2 separate regions of the Ovis aries genome follow, and region 2 is linked to region 1. Evidence: chromatin contacts called from public Hi-C data. All regions are on one chromosome and are shown on one strand. The core of a region is the stretch at or near the end of the contact, and the rest is flanking DNA. Distances in the headings are between cores, read along the strand shown. Region 1 has its middle 120 kb from the start of MKI67. Region 2 has its middle 68 kb from the start of TRNAS-GGA.

What was found. Hi-C and Micro-C count contacts between places; a contact is called where the count stands out from the background.
Region 2: a contact with region 1 is called in a Hi-C map of hypothalamus, with 5 times the contacts expected there. The contact joins two enhancer-like sites. A contact is called at or near these places in 5 of 16 Hi-C or Micro-C datasets (hypothalamus, muscle, omental adipose tissue and 1 more).

Annotation. Positions count from the first base shown.
Region 1 is chr22:47,142,389-47,148,791 of ARS-UI_Ramb_v3.0, forward strand. No RefSeq gene overlaps it. Among named protein-coding and RNA genes, the nearest start is that of MKI67, 120 kb to the left of the region's middle. Within about 2 kb of position 3,428, at least 1 of the 54 cell types and tissues checked has an H3K27ac peak or open chromatin away from gene starts, as enhancers often do. A contact at or near this core is called in hypothalamus, where this site is marked.
Region 2 is chr22:47,385,474-47,391,876 of ARS-UI_Ramb_v3.0, forward strand. No RefSeq gene overlaps it. Among named protein-coding and RNA genes, the nearest start is that of TRNAS-GGA, 68 kb to the left of the region's middle. Within about 2 kb of position 2,233, at least 3 of the 54 cell types and tissues checked have an H3K27ac peak or open chromatin away from gene starts, as enhancers often do. A contact at or near this core is called in hypothalamus, where this site is marked.

The sequences.
Region 1 (6,403 bases), core at 2,178-4,677:
TTAGGGGAGAAATCCTGTTTTAACATCAGAGTCCGGGGTTTCCATTTGTATTCAGATTCAGATTCATCTCCTGAAGATAATTCGTGGAGTTAAGACTCCGGTGAAAGTAATTGATGAAGAATAGAAATCACAGCCAGAGTGGAATAAGCCCTGGAAAAATCACAGTATGAGGTCGGTTTTCTGAGTGGATGAAACTGGGCTTCGAGTTGATGCTGGGAGTATTTGAGCTAAATTAAGTCATGAAAGAAGATAATACAATGTACCATCATTTTAAAGTAATTTAATCACGAAAACTAAAAATTTGGAAGAAAACAGATATTTTACTTAATAGAAACCATCTGTACCGTACAGTAGGCAAATTGTATAAAAATGAATAAAACTGTCTCTGAGGAGTGTGGCTCAGGCACGGGCTTATCTAATGAAGATGTATATGTGCCTGTTAGCATTTGCATTGTCTATTAGATGAGGAAAATCGCACCAGCGTCTAAGGGAAACAGTTACAAATTTTATTACCATCGTATGACTGATGACAAACGCAGCATTAGAAATAATGCCTACGAGACGGGCTCGTTCCCAACTGCAAGTGCCTCTCCACTTCGGACTGGTCTTGACGCCTCAGTCTTTATGCAGCCTTGGGTCGCTCGGATGTTTTCTGCCTAGTTACTATTGCGTTAGCGGCTGGTGCCCACAAGGACCATCTTTTAACTTGTTTAGGCGCCAAGTGTGCTGTTCGATTTGGTTTGGTTCCACCAGGGAAGGAGCTCATTTAAACACGTCCGGAGTGGCCTTTGCTCCGGACTTTTGGCTGCAAGGATGCAGGCGGGTGATCTGAAAAGCATCTCTTTACTCCCCTTGACCTACATCAAAATGCATTTATTTGACAGGAAACTTTTGTTCTCCTGGAACAGGGGCTGCCTCACGTTGCTCTGTAGCTGAAGGTCGAGTGGCTGCATTTTTCAAAACAGGCACTTGCTCCTAATCTGCAAATTAACTAAATAATCACAACTGCTAATTATACAGTATCAGGCCTGGAATACATAGGGCTTGAGTAATAATCAGCTTTTTAAATTAAGTTGGTGACAACCACTATTAGCTGCTGTGATTTAATAATCCCAGTAAATGTGCACATTTTAAAAAGGGACTCTTTGTAATTTTTTTCCCCAGCATTTGCAACTGAATCTGTTAATGAAAAGAGAACACAACAGTTTTATGTTACAAATGATACCATAATAGGTAAATAAAAGGGCTCCTCCAGATGCTGTTAGTGACGGAGGTGCGGCGATTATGAATGGGAGAGGCAGAGCGAGAGAAATCTGAAATCAAGTTTCTACATCTGTTTGTGATGATGAATTAAGGCCAGACAGAGAATCTGATTCCCATTGTATAGTCAGCATTTTGGGGCTGTAAGGAACAGACCCCATTAACAAATGTGTGAAATAAATATACCTCCCTGAAGATTTAGAATTTGGCAAATTCAGAACAAATGAGATGCAATTTCCTGTTACTATCTCATCGGCTTGCCTGGATTTACCTAATATTACTATAATACACCGACTCACATGGGGGACCTGTGTCCCTGGGACTAGGGTGGATGCCTCAGAAGCAGGTGGGCACTCCTCTTGGGGGAATCAGCCCCTTTCTCACCCTGGGAGGAGGAGCAGGCCTGGGGGCTCCATCGGGGTCGTGGGGACCCTCACCCTACCGGACACGTGCCAGCCTCCGAGCACCTTTTTTTTTTTTTTCCTGGTGGTCAATTGAAATTTTATGGCTAAGTTATTTAAAGGAGACTATAGAAGAACCAGATGAGGGCAGGATGATGGCAACACTGTTGCCTGTCTTTTACAATAATTACTCTTGATAGCCATTTGAACTAATTTGCATTAAAAACACCCACTTAACCAATCTGCTGAAAAGGCCGACTTCTTGTATACTGTTTCCTAAGACCTGGCTGCAGACTTTTTTCCTTCCCCCTTCCAAATACAAATTGAGTTTAAATGTGGAAGCCATCCAGGGCAGCGAGTAAATTTCTCGGCCTAGGACCTGGATTAGGCTTGTTTTAAACTACCTGCGTGAAATTAAGATATCGTGTTTCATGGCCAATTGGGCTCATTTCTCAGAACTGTCCTTCTCTTACGTGGAGCAGCTTGAAAAGTCAGGAGCTTAGGGCAAAGGTCGGAGCCAGGATTCCCAGGCTCTGTTCTCCTGGCGTGACCCTAGACAAAACCCCCTGAGCTTCATGTCCTGGGTTGTTTTCATCAGAACAAGAAAAGAAGACAAATGCATTTATCTCTCCAGTCTCCAAGGCCGCCACGATATACATGCATAAGTAGTATCAGAGGATATTACTACTAATCGTCAGCGTCAGTGCGCCTGCTCTCTCCCAGTGCCTGCAACAGACACTGATGGTCTTACGTCAGGCGCAACTCAGGGGGCTCCCCTGGCATTGGAGGGGGCGTCCTGTGTGCCAGTCACATGACCAAGAAAGCCAAATGGAGACGGTTTCCCTCACATCACTCTCTCTGTACCTGGCTTCCTCCTAGGACACCTGCCGCTGTCCTTACACTTTGTTTCAAAAAACAGAAACGAGGTTCCAGGCTGGATATCAGTACCAACCACTGGGACCCTCCCCCACGACCCCTTTCTGCCATCTTAAAATTGTATTTTGTCTTGTTCTCGTCCATGAAACTCTTTCAATCTACACTTGGGATGAGAGATGCAATTCGAAGCCGGCATTTTTCTGAGCCTTTTGGCTATGTTGCAGGCATGGCGAGCAGAGGCCTGAGAACCGTGTCGGGAGGTCACGGAGCCAGGATTCAGGGAGCTGCCAAAGGTCTCGGTTTACAGATGGAGAGATTGAGGCCCTGAGGGGTAGCCAGGTACAATTTCTGGCATTTTCCCTGAAGGGCTCATGCTTTCTGTACTCATGGTTCAAACCCTCTGAATATGGAACCGAGTTTCTGGAATCTGACATCATGGCTGAAACCAGCTGAAAGCCACGTGCAGACTCATTTGTCTCAGTCCTGGCTTTGTTCTCACCCCTCCTTCCTTCTCTCCTTCCCTTCCTTATTTGCTTCTTGCTTTCTCTTCCTCTCACCTCTTTCCTTTCTTTTCTGCTAGTGTTCTGACCAGCTCAGGTCCACGCTGCATACACCTTCCCAGCCATGAGCCGCACACAAAGCCAAGGCCGGGCTGGCTGGGACGGCAGGCTGGGTGACGAGAGACCGAGGTGGTGCACGTGGGGTGCAGGTGCGGGGCGGGGGGCGTCCCTGTGCCCTCGCTTCAGGCCAGAGCACCTCGGGCCGTGACCCATCATGCAGAGGCCAAGCAGGCTGGCTGCGCCAGGGGAAGGAGGCAGGCTCCTGAGGTGCAGCCCGCGATGAGCTCCGGCCCCTCGCAGTTGCACCCTGCAGGCACTAGATGGCACTCTTAAGCTGCACAAGGTGTGGGGTGCACCGCGCGTACCCGGCCCTCCAACCTTCCCCAGCCCCTCCTCCTGGAGGGCCTCCTGGCCAGGCGGGAAGAGGGGAGGAGAGTTGGAGGCCTCCTGGACGTTTCCTGGCGCCCCCGGTGCGGTGCCCCTCCGTCTCTGCTGTCTCCTTAGGCGGCCAAGGGCTCTCAGAGACCCACAGAGCTGAGGCTGTCAAGCGCAGGGATCGCCAATGTGGTCCTCACTGTGGGTTCTCAGGCTTTGTTTCCCCAGCAAGGGGCAGAAGTAATCTAGAGAGCCATCTCTGACCCCCAAACACCACAGACCATCCAGGCCTGAGGGCTGGGTCCTGCAATTCAATGGGAGGGTCTCGGTTTGCCCCTGCACTGGTGCGGTTCAGAGCTGCGCTGGCGAACGAGCCCTGGGAGGGAGGCCTCTGCGTGTCCAGGAAACCCCAAGCGGTTGGGGAGACCCTCTTCCTCTAGAAGGCGTACCCAGGGCCCTGTGCCCGGGGGAGGGTGTCTTGCTGTCTGCAGCTGCTCCCTGGGCCACAACTGGCCACCCATCTGCCTGGGAATCCCTGAAGCTGAGCCCAGCCAGGGCAGGTGGGGCACCTGAGCTGGGTGTGGTGGGCAGACAGAGGGGTCAGCGCTTGTGACAAATGCGTGTCTCGGGCACCAAAGGGATGAGATTTCAGACGCGTGGGAGGAGGCAGGAGACCTGGGCGAGGGCCACGGGATGCAGTGTTAGGGTTCAGGGCTAGGGTTAAGGGAAAAAGTCAGGATGTTACAGTGGCCTTCATACCAGTGGGCTGCTGGCGAAGCCGTGAAAACTCTCTAGGTCTCAGTCCAGTTGTCTGCAGGAGCCTGGGTATCAAGTCGCGCTTCCAACCATGGGTCTTGCAGTATGCATGAATGAGAACTTGCGAAGAAACGCCAGAATTCATAGCTCGTGATGAGGATAAGTGCTATTTTTCTGAGTTTTATTTACCATTTTAATTTTAAACATTTTATTTTTTAGTTTTATTTTATTTTTGAACTTTTATACTGGAGGATAATTGATTAACGAAGTTGTGTTAGTTTGAGGTGTAGAGCAAGATGATTCGGTTATACATATCCATGTATCGGTTCTTTTTCCAATTCTCCTTCCATTTAGGTTGTTGCGTGACATAGAAACTTTTATTTCGGCGTATCTGTGTACACACGTGCTCATGTGAAAGTGTGCACGCGTATAGGTGTGTGTACGTCAGTCCATGAAGTTAAAGTTCCAAGAAGGACCAGCCTCTGCTCTGGAGGTACAGGGTACCTACAATGAACTTGAGTGTCCCAGTCAGGGCTCCTGGGTTCCCAGGTGGTTCTGCCACGTGTGAACCGCGTGACTGCTGTGTGCCCACTTCCCTCCCTGGGCCTCGCTGGGCTGAACTCTGCTGAGCCCTGATTGCCTGGTGTTCTTGAAAACAAGTCCACCAACACACACAGCTTCCTAGGCTGGAGTAACTTTAACTAGGTTGGAGACTCGCTGGTGGTCCCGGTGGGGTACCCAGAAGGAGGGGTCTGCTGGAGGGAGGGGCCTGAAAGCACGGGGGGGTGACAGTGACGACTCCTGGTGTGAAGAGCCGGCGAGCTGGCCAGAGAGGAGTGGCTGGGGCGCCGGGCGGGTCAGGCCCTCTCATTTATGCCTTGAGTGTTAGTGGCAACGTGATCGGAAAGGTGTGCCTGACCCTTTCTGTCATCACACTGATTGTCTTTTGCAAAGGTCTGTGTTACTGATTTGGAGAGAGGTGTAGATGCTGTCTTGGTTTTCATCCCCTGGGGTCTTAGGACCAGGCTGGGAAGAAGGTGTGGACACCGCTCAGACAGAGCTGTGGGTGGAGGTGGCACCTACCTCCAGGTCTGACCAGGCTGATGAACCTCTGTGTGCTTATCCAGATGCTGAACCCACAGCCCTGAACTCGGGCCACATCTGTGTGACCAGCTCATGCTCCCGACTGGGTCCCTGGGGCAGAGAAACCCAAACTGAGGATGTGGAGGTCTGTGGTCCAGCTCTGGCCTTTCTTCCTGGAACACCTTGGGCAGAGCTGTGCCTGCGTCTCAGTTTCCCCATCTGAGAAGCCAAGAGGCCATGTGGGCTCATCTACAGGCCCCTGGAGTCTGGATGGAGCAGAGGTTACTCACCCACTTTCCCATTCTGAGGGTCTCAGTGACCTTCCCCTTGATTCAAGTTCCCCGGTTCCCAGCTTCACCTTGAATCGGACTGTAACTCCTAGCCACTTGCTTCATAAAGGCTTTGGTTTGACGATTAGCATCCTGGCTTGGACTCCCGCATCCCCGTTTCTGATCTGGCGCGAACTTTCTAACCTTCATGTATGGCACGCAGTTACCTCCCAGGAGAATTCCTAATAGTTTTGTAGTCACTGGACCAACAAGGAATTGATAAACTGTGTAATTTCCCCTCCTGGTTCTATTACTTTGCCCTATGTTATTCTAGATAATATTTTGACTAGCACTGCCTTAATTGTGTTTGCAGAACATTATTTCTGCAGGATATTAGAAAGTGTTTCGCAGGGAAGCGGGAGGAGTGTTCCAGAATCCATTTGAGGCCTCATGCGTTTGAACTGGTTTCCTCAGTGCAGACCTTCTCAGAGCCTTATCTGTGCAAAGAGCATTGGGTGGACTCTGCCTCTTCCCTGCAAGGAGTCTGTGGATCCACACTCACTGGTGTGACAAGGGGCTGAGGGACACCCTCTTTGAGATCCTTTTTAAGCTCTGCTGTTCCTTAATTTTGGTTCTGATTCTCACTTCCTCCTAAACAATCGAGAGGAATTTCTCGGACTTTTATGATATATAAGATACTGATGGAGTTTATATCTTATGTTACATAGCTTATTAACCCTGATTATTCATTGGAAGAGCTATTGCTGAAGCTCCAATACTTTGGCCACCTGATGCGAATAACTGATTAGTTGGAAAAGACCTT
Region 2 (6,403 bases), core at 983-3,482, 240 kb after region 1:
AGGACGGACAGGTGAAGCACACGGCTTGCTAGAAGGGAGTAATTGTGAATGGGAGCGTGAATAAAAAGAGAGGGTGTCTGGGTGGGTCCCTTGCTGGTTTCCGGACATGGAACTGGGAATCACCGGGCTGACATTTAGCTCTGGCAAAGAGCATCAGCCCTTGGGCACCCTGCCTGCCCTCCGCTGGTCCTAACCTGCCTGCCTCCTACATCTTTTCACCTGTGCGCACTGCACCTCGCTTGACTCTCTCTCTGAGCTCGTCCTATCCCCCAACCCTCCCAGCCCCCCACCGCCCTGGCTCTGCCCTGGTTCTTCCTCTTTTGTTCTCTGGTCTCCGGGTATACACTGAGGTTTCTTTCCTGATTGTCCTTTGCTCACTGGTCTTGCATTTTAGTCTTTCTCTCTCTCTCTCTCTCTTTTTTTTTTTTTTTTTTGTCCAACAAGCAGAAGGAATTCAGGCATGTCCTGAATAAGCCCAGCAGGGAAGTGCTCCTGTACTTCTGTTATGATACAAAGTCTACTTTTACTGAAGCAAGGGAGTAGAAATTGGAATCAAACATTGGGGGAAAAAATCAGAAATAATTTGCTTTAGAAACACAGTTATACACTTTTATATGAATCAGAAATTTGAACAGTTTTTGTTAAAATACATTCCACAGAATTTGTACAGAGATCCTCACTTTTGGTCACGGTAGTCATGCCTTCATGTAGAGATTTTCCTAGACCGAGTGAGAAAAGGATAGAAACACTTGCCGTTTTGCAGAGAAAGACGCATTTTCCTCTGGAAACAATCAGGATTGTGCAATTTTTGATTGAATGTGTGTTGCTAGATTTTTGCAGACACTTTTAGCGCCAGAATGAGAAGCGTGTTATGGTGCGGAATCCATTCCTCCTCACCTGTCTTTCCGGACCGCTGTCTGGGGGTGCATCGCAGTTTGCTCCGCATTTCTCCAGCCTTGTTCCTGCCTCCCCACAATCCTTCAGTGCCGCGTCGCCCCCCCTTTCATGCCCCATGAATCCCGGGCACTCTGCCATCCCATTACAGCCTCCTTCCGCATGCCCCCCTCCCCCTGACCTCTCAGGCAGTTCCTGGCACCCCTCCAGGACCCCCTACCTTTGGCTGTTAGAGTTTCGGAGCACAGCAGCTGTGACCGGCTTCTCTGCTGGGCCCTGACTCTGGGCTGGATGGAAACCTCTGCCGTTCCAGCTTGCACGGCCCTGGGGACGCCCCCGTGAGTGCAGCAGGCTGTGTAGGCTCTCGGGTCAGAGCCAGGGCTCCAGTGCCCAGCTGCCCTCCACCTGGTGAGATGTTCTCCTTAAAGGAGACACAGGAAGCCTCCTTCCATGCCTTCTCACCAAAGTCACCACCTCCCCCAAAGTCCGAGCAAGGGACGCTGAAGGTTAAGTGTATCTCCAGTTGCTTGTCTCCCTCTGGTTACCTTTTCCAAAGTGTAACCTTCCAGGGACCTCGAACTCATGGCTCTGGGATGTGCACTGGCCTCGTCCAGGCTGAGGGTCCTCGTGCCCAGAGGAAGGTGAAGGAGCAACGACCCTTGCTCACTTGCTGTGGCTCCATTTTCAAACGCAGGCATGCTCAGTCGCTAAGTCCTGTTCCTCTTTACGACCCTGTGGACCGTAGCCCGCCAGGCTCCTCTGTCCATGGGATTCTTCAGGTAAGAATACTGGAGTGGGTTGCCGTTTCCTCCTCCAGGGGATCTTCTCCACCGAGGGATTGAACCCACATCTCCTGTGTCTCCCGCCATGACAGGTGGATTCCTGACCACTGGGTCACCTGGGAAGCCCCTCCATATTTTAAATAGAAGAGGCTAAATCAGAAGACTGCCTGCCCTTTGTAACAATCAGGTGATCACGGGGATGCTGTGAGGAAAATTAGCTGAATGCAAAGCATCTTTACACAGAAGCTGGGGGATGGCTCCTCACCCCACCCTGGTGGGTCCTGGAGGCATCGGTGGACTAGGGGCCCGCTGCCTCTGAAGCCCCAGACTCAACCCTCTGGGTCCTCTTGCTCCTGCAATCTAAGGACTGTTATGGGGCTTCGGACTTATTCTGGTTTCCACTCTGTAATAATCCTCCTTCCATTTTTTAAAAACTAAAGCAAAGCTGGAGAGAGGGCCGAGCAACACGATCTTCCCTCAGTAGGAAGCAGGGACACAAGCGCTCTTTGTTTCCATCCGTGAAGCCCTCGGACTGATGTCAACGCCAGAAGGCCGTGCCGACAGCCGTGCAGTCACTCTTCTGCCTCATTTGCATCCCAGCCCGTCTGCGTTCTGACCTGTGTAGAGGAATGCATCTCATGTAGAAAATGCGCGAGCAGAAAAACACAAATGCGAGATGCCGTCGGAGAGCAGATGCGCTCCGCAGTGCCCGCTCCAGCCCACGCTCCGGATCCCCAGCTGCGTCTGAGCAACTCCGAGCCTCTGTCCACGGTCTCTGCAGCCCGGGTCACCACCTGTGTTGTGTTTCTTTCCCCTCCCCACTTAGCAAGTCAACATACACTCTGAAAAAAAAATACTGACTTCCAGCTCCTTCAGGAAACGGGGTCTGAAAAGCTTCAACTTGGGTATCAAGTCCTGCTGTAGATGTTGGAGGGTTGTCTGATGCCTTCTTGGTGATTTTCGAGTCCAGTATCTGGCTAAGACTATTGCCAGATCATTCTTCTTCAAGCTGGAATCACCTTCCATGATAGAATCGATCAAAAGACTTTGCAAATAAAGACACTGCCAGTCCCTTCCAGTTAACTGCTAGGTGGAGAAGTATCAGTGATTCTGACTTTTGGGCTACTCACTCCTGAACTTCAGTTTATATCTTTAAGAACTAATGCTTGCCTAGATATATTTTGCAGAAAATTGGGGAGATTTGTTTTCTTATTTTTCTTATTTATATTGTAAACATCTTGTTACTTTAAATATTATTTTAGCTATGTTTGATATAATTTTCTTATTTTGTGGCATCCTACTTTTTTTGCACTGGTTCCCCCCTGGTGGCTCAGATGGTAAAGCATCTGCCTACAATGTGGGAGAACCAGGTTCAACCCCTGGGTCAGGAAGATATCCTGGAAAAGGAAATGGCAACCCACTCCAGTAGTCTTGCCTAGAAAATCCCATGGATGGAGAACCCTGGTAGGCTACAGCCCATGGGGTCGCAAAGAGTCGGACACTACTGAGCTACTTCACTTTCACTTCACTTTTCCCCCTTGAGAATATAGCATACAATTTTGTGTTCAACACAGGGAAAACAAGCCACCTTTTATAGAAGTCCAAGTTACATAAAATGTCAGAAATGAATGAGCCTCTTAGCATTCTGGTATTTGACCCCGGATGTACTCATAGTGGGAGATAAAAGTTAAAATCAGTTTCTGGAAAGACTTTTCTAAGGGCGTCCTAGGGGTGCTGCTTTCTACGCACAGAGTTGCTACCCACCAGGAAATGATAAAATGGCCCAAGCTGTTGGGTGAGGCCAGACTGGGCCTTGGAGGATGGCTCCTGTCCCCAGAAGTGGCAGCAACGCTTCCCAAAGAGGGGACGTGATGAACGCCCAGCTTGGCCACAGTGGGAGACAGAGCAAAAAAAAAAAATCACTCCATGTAACTTATTCAAGTGTGACCTAGCAGATACTTGGAGCACCTGAGCTGGTAAAGATACTCAATCGAATTAAAAGCTGAACACTGAGATGACCGGGTTGGGGATGTTCACCATCCAGCCAGGTCTCCTTGGAGCCGCTTTTTCCAGGAATCGTCCTGCTTTGCTTTGTCCCCCATGGGAAGGGTTGGGTCTTGAACTCTTTGTGAAGTCTTGGAACACATCACAAGGATTAATCACCATTAGCTCTTTATTTTAACAGCTGCCTGCTACCTCCGAAGCCCACGGCAGCTGCGGCTCCCTCCCTCTGCTGCTATCCTGGGTCCGTTGCAGCTGGAAACTTGCACACATAAAATGCAGATTTAAGCTGATTTTGAAACGTCTTATACTTGTTAATTGCCCCAATCTATATCACAAGCATAAAATCGCCGCTTTCACTTGGCAGCCGGCTCCTCCTCGCCAGAGGCAGGAGCCCGTTTCTGTTTTCCTCTGGGTGAAGAGTGGACCTCTGTAGACAGCCCTGTCTGGCCGCTTTCAGATCCCTGACACACTTGTGGACCGAATCTGTCCAGAAGTGACAGTGGTCTCTCCGCTCCGTGCTCACCTCTCTCCCCGGATGGACGTGGATGCAGCTGAGAATACGTCTTGAAGCCAGGTGAGCCTCCGGCAGCAGAGATGCTCTCAGTCCTGTTTCCAGAGGAAATCGGGGGCTGTTTGCTGGACTTGCTGAGGCCAGAGGGAGACCTTTCTTTCCTGGTGCCATCACTGCCCTTTGCCAACAGGACACTCGCCTGACCGGTTCCACTCTAGCCTTTGCGTTTTGCCTTGTTTTCACACTTTTGTGAATGGTCTGCATTGACACATTAATTTCTTCAGCCTCTGATGGTGCAGGCTATGAAATCTAGTGAGAAATGAGTATTTAAAGAATTTGTGTGCCTGAATGTGTGCCAGCCTGCTGTGCACGTGGACATAGACATGTTTTCTCCTGGTTCTGAGATATGTGGATAAGATGGGGTCACTGCAATTTAATTATATATCTTTTTTTTTTTTTGTCTTCTAGAAATTTGTATTCTAACATGAATAAACACAGGAGGAGGAATTCAAAATCTACCAAGTTGAAAAGTAAGTTAATTGTGACACGTGAGGCTATCTGGGATACTCTGCAGAAGTTCCAACAGGGATAGACTCACTGACATTTTAAATCACAAAGAAAAGCCTTATTTATACTTTGAAATGGTTCTGAGTGATTTGGTTTCTAGGTTAAAAGGGTCTTTTCTTTCCCCCATGTCTTTAATTGTGTGACTTTTGTAGCCCCATCTGCTGTTCATCAGTGGAATTGTTAAGGATTATGAAAAGCCTGACATTTTTTTCTTTCTTTATTCCAATAGCATTTTGAAGTTTTTCCACAGAAATTCAAACCCGAGAAGTCATTGACTATGTTTTTTGATGACTAGTTAAAACATGCAAATATGATGGCAAATAGAACAGGAGAACTGCTTTTAAAAAGAAGGAACTTCGAAGCCACCCAAGCCTGTAAAATATTTGGTATCACTCAACAAAAATTAGAGCGCTTTTCGATTTCAGGCTCTTTTGCGGCCCCATGGACTGTAGGCCACCGGGCTCCTCTGCCCATGGAATTCTCCAGGCAAGAACAGTACAGTGGGCTGCCATTCCCTTTTTCAAGGGACCTTCCCCACCCAAGGATAGAACCTGGGTCCCCTGCACTGCAGGCAGATTCTCCACCACCTGAGCCAGCAGGGAAGCCCCCGCAGATGCAGGGGCAGGCAGTTCTTGTTCCCAGAGGCTATGATGTCAGATTAAGTTCCTGAGTCTAACAAGGTGTCCTGATTCTCTGTTCATCTCAGGGGTCATTTAGACAGAAAACAATGCCTCTTCTTCCATGCAAAGGTAGGCTTTGGCAGGCTTGCCTCAGTGGCCCTCACAGGGGGAGTCAAGCTCTGAGTAATTGCATCCTCCCTAAGGCTGGGGAGCTCTCAAGGTGAACCCCAGAAAGCTCTGGAGCCCTTCCTCACCACCTGCTGTTGTCATGTAGGAGTTCTTCCAAGAGCATGATGGATTGCTGGCCCGTCATGCCTCTGCCTCTAACCAAAGAACACAGTGCCCCAACTGGACCAACAACCGAGTCAAGATCATTCAGCTTGAATTGCCAGGCATCTCTTCCTCTGGCAAGGTCTGATAGACTTGGATTTAGGTATCTTTTGGACAGCCTTCCTCCGGGCCCCCACGTTCCCTCCCACCTCGTTCTGTTCTCACTGTGGAGTCACACTTCAACAAGTAGATGGTTTCCTTGTCCGTCATAGAACTTGGTCATCTCATGCTCGTACTGCAGAGCTGTGACCCTGCTTTTTAAAATTACTTGGAGTGTAGTAGCAATTCCTGAGTGGAAGATAGCTGATCTATCCTTCAATATATGCATAAATGTTGGGTCCCCCTCATGAAAAGGAAACCCAGCACCCAATGTGCTCTTTCCTAGCCCAATAAACACCATTATTGTAAAGACTAACGCCAGTTCAGAAGAAACTGTAGCTGAAATTCTGCCCTGAGTCTCTTATCTTAAGGAGGGTTCTTAAGAATTCATACTCTATATGCTTAAAGTGGGGGTCTATGGTGGAGAAGGGGTCCAGGACTAGAAATGCTCATTGCTGAAACACAGCTCTGGGAGAAGTTATTTTATTATATCTGTGTCAACTGATTGCTAAAGAGTGATACACTTAACCTTCACACACAGAAAATGCATGTTTATCAAGCCTTCCTGGATATGCTGTAAATGAACCAACCAACTG